3 separate regions of the Mus musculus genome follow, and all the other regions are linked to region 2. A link is a contact called in public Hi-C data. All regions are on one chromosome and are shown on one strand. Each heading gives the region's core, a stretch centred on a gene start, on an enhancer-like site or on the middle of the called end of the contact. The rest is flanking DNA. Distances are from core to core; before and after follow the strand shown. Region 1 overlaps Clic5 (chloride intracellular channel 5). Region 2 has its middle 160 kb from the start of Clic5. Region 3 has its middle 140 kb from the start of Runx2os3.

The links. Hi-C and Micro-C count contacts between places; a contact is called where the count stands out from the background.
Region 1: a contact with region 2 is called in a Hi-C map of the CH12 cell line, with 2.7 times the contacts expected there. The contact joins two enhancer-like sites. A contact is called at or near these places in 1 of 15 datasets of contacts at CTCF or cohesin (the NIH/3T3 cell line), 3 of 484 Hi-C or Micro-C datasets (the CH12 cell line and embryonic stem cells) and 1 of 115 datasets of contacts at active chromatin or transcription factors (pancreatic cancer cells).
Region 3: a contact with region 2 is called in a Hi-C map of the 63-12 cell line, with 2.0 times the contacts expected there. The contact joins two enhancer-like sites. A contact is called at or near these places in 1 of 15 datasets of contacts at CTCF or cohesin (pro-B cells) and 4 of 484 Hi-C or Micro-C datasets (the 63-12 cell line, B cells, nephron progenitors and 1 more).

Annotation. Positions count from the first base shown.
Region 1 is chr17:44,260,005-44,263,260 of GRCm38.p6, reverse strand. The region is part of intron 4 of Clic5 (chloride intracellular channel 5); the gene reads right to left. Among named protein-coding and RNA genes, the nearest start is that of Clic5, 73 kb to the right of the region's middle. Within about 2 kb of position 1,255, at least 9 of the 459 cell types and tissues checked have an H3K27ac peak or open chromatin away from gene starts, as enhancers often do. A contact at or near this core is called in the CH12 cell line, where this site is marked.
Region 2 is chr17:44,350,254-44,353,190 of GRCm38.p6, reverse strand. No RefSeq gene overlaps it. Among named protein-coding and RNA genes, the nearest start is that of Clic5, 160 kb to the right of the region's middle. Within about 2 kb of position 1,555, at least 60 of the 459 cell types and tissues checked have an H3K27ac peak or open chromatin away from gene starts, as enhancers often do. A contact at or near this core is called in the 63-12 cell line, the CH12 cell line and pro-B cells, where this site is marked.
Region 3 is chr17:44,417,171-44,420,321 of GRCm38.p6, reverse strand. No RefSeq gene overlaps it. Among named protein-coding and RNA genes, the nearest start is that of Runx2os3, 140 kb to the left of the region's middle. Within about 2 kb of position 1,466, at least 31 of the 459 cell types and tissues checked have an H3K27ac peak or open chromatin away from gene starts, as enhancers often do. A contact at or near this core is called in the 63-12 cell line and pro-B cells, where this site is marked.

The DNA of each region.
Region 1 (3,256 bases), core at 6-2,505, 90 kb after region 2:
CACAAGGGGGATCCTGGGGGATATTGGAGGATGACTCATGCATTCAGAGTCGAACCTACCATTGTCTGGAATCATCCCTAAGGCCTTATTTTCTCCTGTCAGTGTTCAACATTCTTGGTCTGATCCCTTGGAGAATTTGAGCCCACAACTACCATCAGACCAATACCCCTGGGCAAGCTCCATTGGCCAGCAAAGTGTGTCTCAACAAGTCAAACCCAGCTCTGGGAGAGCCAGGAACTCATCTATGGAAAGCAATGCCCCAGTCTCCATTTCCAGACAGTGGCTTAAATTCAAATGTCGAGAAGACAAACTGAAGCAAGATGCCATGGCCCTCACCCCAGGTCCCTGCCATGCCTGGGAGGGATCAAAAGGCTAATAGGGAATCTGCAGTTCCTCCTGCCATGGTGGGAACTCTTTGCTCTGGAAAGAAATTCTTCCCTGGATGAAGGATAAAATGATCCCCTTAAGTATTTAGGATGCTGGACACTATGGGTCCCCTCCCCAAAGTCACAGAGTGAACAGAACCCTCTCGGATATGTCCCCAAGGAAACAGGGGACTTTCCTTTAAGGAAAACACATTCTCTATGAAGCCAATTCTCTGAGCTTTATAGAGGAATCAGTGCTTTGAAGAGAAGATCTTTTTCATCTAGCTCCACAGGCCAGCTTATTATTAGCAGACATTTATGTGGACAGTACCCAACAGCACAAACACACTTTGTATTTAAATGACACAGTCTTTGGTGATTGTTTTACTGTGTTTAAATCATGGTTGTGGTGAGGAATTTGGGGCAATTTCAGCATGCTGCTCATACAATACATTTTTGGAGGATGATATTGACGATATAGACAAGTTCCAGGTGCAGATATTTTTGTAAATCTCCTCAAAGCCACAGTACATTCGAAGAGAAAAAAAAATGTCACTTTTACTTCTTCAAATTAAGGGCTCCATACAACCTGTACCATGCAAGCCTCACACATGTTTATTTATTAGTGGTGGAAGAAGCAGGATTGGGGAGGGAGGGAGGGAGGGAGGGAGGGAGGGAGGGAGGGAAGGAGGGAGGGAGGGAGAAAGGGGGGAAAGGGAGAAGGAGGGAGGGGAGGGAGAGCGAGAGCGAGACTGAGAGAGAGAGCGAGAGAGAGCGAGAGAGAGCGAGAGCGAGAGAGAGAGAGAGAGAGAGAGAGAGAGAGAGAGAGAGAGAGAGAGAGAGAGAGACTATGTTCCTGATTAGTGGCCAGCACTGACTTCAGCCATGGGGCGGTGGCGCCACCTTCTGGCCTTAAGCAGAGAGACTACCTTCCTTTTCAGTAGGAACGTGTGTGTGTGTGTGTGTGTGTGTGTGTGTGTGTGTGTGTGTGTTTCCTATTAGGCTGCCAAGAAAGTCATAAATGGCTGTAAAACTCAGTCATATTAAAGAAGGAATGACATAACTGCTGACTGAGGCAGCTGATGCCGCCAGTGTCGTGCACAAGGCTGACTGAGTCGGGGAGAAATCTAGGAGATGTTTACAGTTACTTTACAAACGGTGAATTTTAAGTGTGAGGACAGTTTAGGTTATCATGGATGTTCAAACTTAAGGGGTGAGCTGCCCAGAGAGACGCTCATTATATTGGTTATCTGTTCCTGCATCAACCTGGGTCTTGCTCACCTGTCTTTCTCACCACGAGCACTTATACCAAGGGATTCCATTCCCTATGGCTTGCTTCATCCTCCAATGGCGACATCTTTTGCATGAGAGACCTTGGCAGATGTTGAAACAGCCACCGCCCCTCCACTGCCCTTGTCTGGTTTGGGTAATTCGATGAATACACTATATGTTCTTTCTCAGTTGCCTATGTTCAGTGTCTAGTGTGTATGACGTTTGGTACTTCCTGGTTCCTCATAGATGATGAAGTCTGGGTTCGTGGTGAAGCTGGGCCTGCAATGTTTCTGTCAATGTTGGGAGTCTTCCTCAGTCAGTCATTTCTCACCTTCCTTTTTAAGGACAGTGTCTCTCACTGAATCCAAAGCTTAGCCATTTGACTACACTAGCTAGACAGCAAGCCCCAGCATCTTCCTCCTTAGCGGTGAAATGACACATTTTTTAAAAATGTGGGTGCTGGGAATCCAAGCTTGGGTCTTCATGTCCACCCAGCAAGCACTTTTCCCACGGAGCATCTCCCTCAGTCCTCATTGAGTGGTTTCCTTTTTCTTTCTTTGTTTCTTTCTTTATTCAAGACAGGGTTTCTCTGTGTAGTCCTGGCTGTCCTAGAACTCACTCTGTAGACCAGGCTGGCCTGGAACTCAGAAATCCACCTGCCTCTGCCTCCCGAGCGCTGGAATTAAAGGTGTGGGCCACCATCACCTGCCTGATCTGTTCTTTATAACTCTTTAGCCACAGTCTGGCCACAGTGAGCCTTCCTCGTGCTCACCACAAGATAGGGCAGCCTTGATAGATACTGCCACAACATTTCTCAGGTGCACTCAGACTACACCCAGCCTCCCCGCCCCGCCTTGCTTGGAGTAATTTCCTTATGCTTCACCTGCTCCTGTAATTTGAGGAGCATCTACCCATGCGTGTTGCATGACTCTTACAACAGGAGACTGCGCCTTCTGACGTTTGAACTGAGAACGCAACAAATTCTGAGCATGATATCCTACTTCTGTCTCCTAAAGTCTGGCAAACTTCACTAACCCAAAAGTACATGGAAACGACGTATCTTTGTGGCTGGGTCAGAGAGTTCACCATCGGGGGACGATGGGACAACCAACTTAACTTGAAAAGGGATTACATGCACAGACTCCCTCTTCTCTTCTTTGTTACTGATAAAAAATTCCCATATATTGCCCCTCCCTAGGATAGCAGAGTGCCCTGCTAAAAAGACCCATCTTCCCAGACTGCCACCTTTTCAGGTAGCTCTGGTTAATGAGACACAAGTAGCGAGTAAGCTCCAGGCTTCTGGAGAAGACAATGCCAGAAACTCAGATGCAGTATAGAGTGACTTTTTGAGAGATGAAGATATAAGACACACACTGGGGCCTGGAGAGATGGCTCCATGGATATAAGCACTAGGGCCTGAGTTCAAATCCCCAACATATACCTCATCTCAGCACAGCACAGAGGTGGGGGTGGAGCAAAGATGGGTATATTCTGGAAGTCCAGGGCTAGCTAGCCACTCTGTCTGAAAGGGCAAACTTCTAGTTCTGTGAGCAATTGTCTCAAGGTAACAAGGTGTAGTGAGAAGGGAAGACATCAGACATGCTACTCCAGCTTTGTGT
Region 2 (2,937 bases), core at 306-2,805:
ATATGAAGAAGCGACTCAAACTCTTAATTGCTGAAAGCCACAGCCGTTGTGTTGCATCCCATGATGCTGTGGGTTTAACTGAGCACAGCTGGAAGGTTCTTCTGCCCCAGAAAGACGTTGGCCGAGGCGTAGTCATGGGGGCTCAGCTGGACTGGAACATTTGAAGACAGTTCCCTCACATGCCTGGCAGTAGATAGTGGCAGTGGTCTCAAAGCCCATGTGGGCTGCCACTGGGAGTTTCTGCATGTGGCCTTTCCATGTGACTTGGAATTTTTCACCACATGACTGCTACATGCTGAGAGAGTAAATGTCTCCGAAGTGAGAGTTCCCAGAGAGAGGGAGGGGAAGCCAACAGAGAGCTTCAAGAGGTTAAGCCAAGACCTATATAGCATCTACCCATGGTGTCTCCATTAATCTGCAGGTTCAGGGCCAACCAAGCCTCCTGGGAATGGAAACAAAACTTGACTTCTCCTGAAGAAGAGATAGTGAAGTGGAGATTGTATTTAACTCACCACCCCTCATCTCTATGACTACCTGTTTTTTGAAGCATATGGAAGGCTGCATTTTTAAGAAACATCATCATCTACTTCCCCATCATCTTCCATGCATTTTTTTTTCTTTTTCAAAACACCTTGGGGCATATAGCTTCATTAAACTTTCCTTTCTCAACACATTTCCTGGAAAGAGTCTTGTCAGACCCCCAGAGATCCTATGGACTCCCGTCTCACTGTGGGGTAAAGACAAAAGCCAACAGCCATATCCTGCCTGGTTCGGCTTCCCTCAGTTACTGTGTTCCCCCTGGGATCTCTGCCCAGTGCTCAATCATTCCTATGTTTTAAATATGCGGTGTTCGCCCTCACCTCAGAACCTGTGCATCAGCTGTCCGCACAATATCGGATGCTCTTTCTCCAAATTCGCGCACGCGAGACACCCCCCACCTCACCCTCCCCACCTCCCACCCCATCGCCCACCCCCTGTCCTCCTGTGGGCGTGCCTCAGTGGCGGCCTTTGGAGAACTTTCCCTGCTCACTCCCTTCCTCACTCATTTGCTTTACTTTGTCACCAAGACCCTTAGAAATCCTGTATTGTGGGCTCATTTACGATTGATTCACTCCCCCCAGTGGAGGTCTAGAGAGAGAAAGATGTTTTGCTGCTCTGTCTACCACTGCGCCTCCAGATTTTGCAAAGGTGTCTGGTCTGGTGGCCCAGAAATAAAATGTTAACGAAAACAAAGCCAGCGATACCATTCATTAGTCGAGCGAGTGCTGTGTTCTCAGCTTCACAGATGAATGAACAGAGGCCCCGGAGGTTCTGTGGCTTGTCTGGGGTCACTCAGCTGGTACTAGAGAGGCTCCTTTAGAACCCAGACACCAGTGCCAGCAGCTGTGGGTCTTTGGGGTGCATTGACCCGTTTCAATGCAGGCACTCAGTCGGCCCTGATGTGGGCTTTAGGCAGGCTCTGTGCTCAGCTGCGCAGGCCTCCCCTGCAGAGAAGAGGGTCCCAGTAGCTGTCATTTTCTGGACAGAGAAATACGATTCTTGCTGCTCGATGCAGAACAACAGTAATTATGAGAGTCTGGGGGGAAGTGAGAACTAAGAGCAGGAGGGACAGTTAACAACTGCATTGACATACAAATTATTATTTTTGGTAACACACAGCATTTCCTCTGATGAGTCACTGAACACATCCGTCACAAACAGACATACTTCTCAAAATAAAATAAAATAAAATAAAACCCAACAACCCAGCCTGAACTCTAATGATGCTTCCCAGAAGCAGGCAGAGTTGAGAAAGACACTGACAGCAGGTGAGGATAGACCCACTCTTAGGAGATAAGAGGAACGAATCCTCTTCTTGTTCCTTTTCAGGCACTTCCCCCAAATTACAGAGAAGACACTGGAAAGTCTAAGAAATGCAATATATACACCTGAGAGGCTGGATGGTGTTTGAGTTGTTCCGAGTCTGCTTTGCAGGACAGATCTGGAAAGATGTGGGGCTGGGAGGAGGAGTCTGCCTTTTCATCTTTTCCAACTTCATTCCCATTGCAGGAACTATCTGCCTGTCTGACAGCCCCTGAACTACAGAGTTGGGCATTCCCACTAGTGGGGAACTTGTGCCTTACTGTACAGTGTGTTTTTCTGAGTATTTTGCTTGTGTGATGGCGGGGTGCCCTAAACTCCACCTGTCAGTTCTGGTCTCTTCTCGAGAGAGACACGCTGTGCCAACTCTGTCAGTATCACAAGAACCTGTAACCAAACAAATTGGCATAGCTTTCTGGCTCTTAAAGTCAGGGTGTCCTGATGTTTGGCAGTAGGAGTCCTCTTACGCTCTCTCTCTCTCTCTCTTTCTCTCTCTGTGTGTGTGTGTGTGTGTGCTCGCGAGCGTGTTCTAGCTTTGTACTACAGGGTCTTCTTTTAGAGTCACGTGACCTAGTCTAATGTGCAGGCTCTCTCACCCAGACACCAGGTGAAGGCACTCTGGTCAGCTTGAGACTGGTGAGCATGGCTCTGGTAGGCTTTGCCTGTAGCCTCCCCTCCGCAGCCTGAAACCTGTTTGCTCAGGTTTCTCTGTTTGCATTGGGGTGGAGCTTGCCGCTTAATCGTTCTGCCACGCCCACTGCTGGAGCCTGCCACTTTGCTGTTCTGGAGCCATACACGTGGTCACCCTGCAACTGGACTCCAGGATTATTTGGTGGGAATTAACCCTTTCCCCCTGCTTCATAACTCGGTGCACGAATTAGTAAAATTGAGCTTTGATCAGAATCCTGTTTGACTTGGCTCCGTTCTTTCTTCCGTCTGTCTAGTTCCTTTCTTTCAGCTCGAGCTGCCATCTCAGTTCCTCGCGAGCAGCTGGTCTGCCCGCAGCACTTGCCCTTCTCTCACATTCTCGCTTCCTTGCTAAAATCCACTAGATGACATTTCTAAAGCCACCTATGA
Region 3 (3,151 bases), core at 217-2,716, 67 kb before region 2:
GCCCACCACATGGCATATATGCAGTAGACTGCCTGGCCACAGTGAGGGAAGATGAGCTTGGTCCTGTAGAGACTTGACAGCCCAGCGGTGGGGAATGGCGGCACTCTATCAGAGGGAGAAGGGGTGGGGAAATGGGATGGGAAAGCAGGGAGAGGCAACATTTGAGATGTAAATAAATAACATAATTAAAAGCAAAAAAGAAAAGACTCCTCAGCAACCACAGGGGCAGGGACACTGTTTTGAAATCTTTCCTGGAGGGAGGCAAGAACGTCCTTCAGGTTTAGAAAGCAGCAGAGGAAACTGTCCCCCAGGAAGGCCTCAGAAAATCCTGACACGAAGGAAATATTTTAATGACTTTTCAAATAAGAAACTAAACAAATCGCTCTCTGAAAGACTGCATTATATAACAGATGAAGCACACATCAGGACTTTCTGACGGGAGCCACAGCTGTTTGCTAAACGCAGCAAGCATTCAGTGATCACGAGATGCTACCCTAGACTCTGCCCCCAGCTTCCGGAGAAGCCACCATTTTAGACAAATTGGCTGGAGGGGACTTTGGGTTCTGTGGCTCTTAACATTCTTCTAAGTGCTGCCCTGAGATTTGCTGAATGTCAGCCTCAGGGGGCTGGATTCCTGGCCTGTTGGCAATATCCCTGCCCTGGCTGTCCCTTCCCTGGCACTCACGGCCTTTGCTGCCAGAGGGCGATGGTAGGAAGACCTGGACATGCTGCATGTGTCTATGTGCACATGCGTGCGTGCGTGTGTGTACACGTGCATGACACATGTGCATATTTGCATACACATGTGTATGCAGATACATGTACTCTTGTAGCAGTCAGAGGACATGCCATTCTTCAAGTTTCTTCTACCTTTTTGGAAACAAGGTCTCGCTCCAAGCCTGAAGTTCCAAAATAGACTTAGGCTGAGTGGCCACTGAATGAACCCCAGAGATCCTCCTGTATCTGTCTTCCCATATCTGTCTTGTTTTTTTTTTTCTTACATAGTCTTTGAGAACGAGCTTGGATCTTCCTGCCCATAAAGCAAGCATTGAGTCACATCCCCAAGCCTGGGAAAGCAGTAAGCAAAGGATACAGACTGGAACAATAAAAGGGGAAGCGTTGGACTAAGAGCGAATTCTAGATTTCAGCATTGACTGTCGCCTGTTTAAAAAACCCACAGCACCCCACGTTCCAAAGGGGTAGCTCAGAGGTCAGATTGAAGGAGAAAGTCTTCCGGGGCAATGGCTGGAAACACAGCCACAGACCTCTAGATAGATGTGAGTCAGCCACTTCCCCAAACACGACTTTCAAATAAATATCACATTATGTCTTCCCTGTACTTTTTGCTACATTTTCCTACCACGGTCGTCAGCGTTTTTAATTTAAACCCTACTGTGTTGCACACCCACTGAAGTTTCCACGGATGATGTGCAGGTGGTAAAGGTTCTTTGGGGACATCTGCTCTCTCCTGCTGTCCCCAGGGACCTCTGAGCTCTGCAGTCCTAAGAAGCTAGAACATCTGGTGCATGTCAGCATGTCTTCACAAATTCAGCCAGTCATCTGGGTGTTTTGTCTATGTGGTGCCAAACATCTGGGTTGACATTTAAAAAAAAAAAACAGGCTTACTAGATGTTTCAGCATTGTGTAGACAGGAATCCAATTTTTAATAGTTATTTCTCTACTCACCCAAGGTTCTCGGTCAGCCTTCAAATTCAGTGGAGGAGAAAGTTGACAAAGGCTGGTGTGTTTTTCCCCTGGTGGACTTTCTAATAAACCTATGTTCATATAATTATTGCAAACGGGACAATTTTCTTTACTTCCCTTTCGGGTATCTATGTGACATTAAATTATCAGTTCGATTGCTCTACTGTTTTGGAGACATCCACACCATTCCTAAATCAGTGGTTTGACTACTTTGCCTACTCTCTGAGAAATTAAATTGACCAAAATAATATGGTATGTTGATCTTAAATGTTCCAAATTCATCTTAAAAGAACTGGAATTTTAATGCTTTTAGCAAAAGTTTATGACATGGCTCTTTTTAAAAATGTGTCTGTGTACACACCAGCACGCACATGTGTTAGCAGGTGAGCATGGGCACATGTCTCATGTGTGCAGAAACCAGCAGATTGCATCAGGTCCCCCAAAGCTAGAGTTATGGGCAGTTGTGAGCACTCTTCCAAATGGGTGGGCACTCTCAATGGTGGAATCATCTCTCTAAGCCCCTAGCATCATTCTAGAAAATGATTTAGAGGCATTGGTTTGCTTCTGAGTCTTCACAGATCTTTTCAAGGAAGATTGGAAGGTCCTGGAGGTTAGGTATAAATTTTAAAAACATCAAATATCTAATTAATATTCTGTGGCAATACAGCAGGAGGAATTGATGGCTTTTCTTGATTTGCTTGTCTCACATTGTTTATCTCTCTCTAGTTGGTTCTAAGTTGTAAGCAAATAAAGATACGCCAGCTGACCCAGCTTCTTCAAATAGTAGGAAAAGCTGCTCACTTCTAAGTTTGCTTTATGTTTATATGTGGAGGGGTGTGTTCATGCTCCTATGATTACACACACATGTACAGGTCTGCATCCACCATCGTGCTTGTTGATGTGGAAGCCAAAGAACAACGTCGAATGTCTTTCTTTGGGAAAACTGTCCATCTAACTTTTGAGACAGGGACTAGTATTACCCTAGAGCTAGACATCAGGATAGGCTGGCTGCCCAATGATACCATATCCAGGAGGGGTCCAGATGTTTCCAGATTTTGAGCATTGGGATTATAACTATGTGCTGACATGCTCAGCTTTTTAATATTTGTTCTAAGGCTTGAACTCAGGCCATCATGTTTTTGAGTCTACTAAATATACTGCTGACTAAGCCACTCACCTCCCCAACACTTTTTATTTTGAAAGATTATCATATAGCTCAGGTTGTCCTTGAACTTACTACATAGCTGAGAGTGACCCTAAACTTTGGATCTTTTTGCCTAAACTTTCAAGTGCTGGGGTTAAAGGTGTGTCACTGTAAGTGTTTTTACTTGGTGGTAGGCATCACATCTGGGGCTAGCACTCTACCAATGAAGCTATGTTCTTAACCCCTAATTATGGGATTTGTCTCTCTCTCTGTCTCTCTTTCTCTGTCTTTCTCTGTATCTCT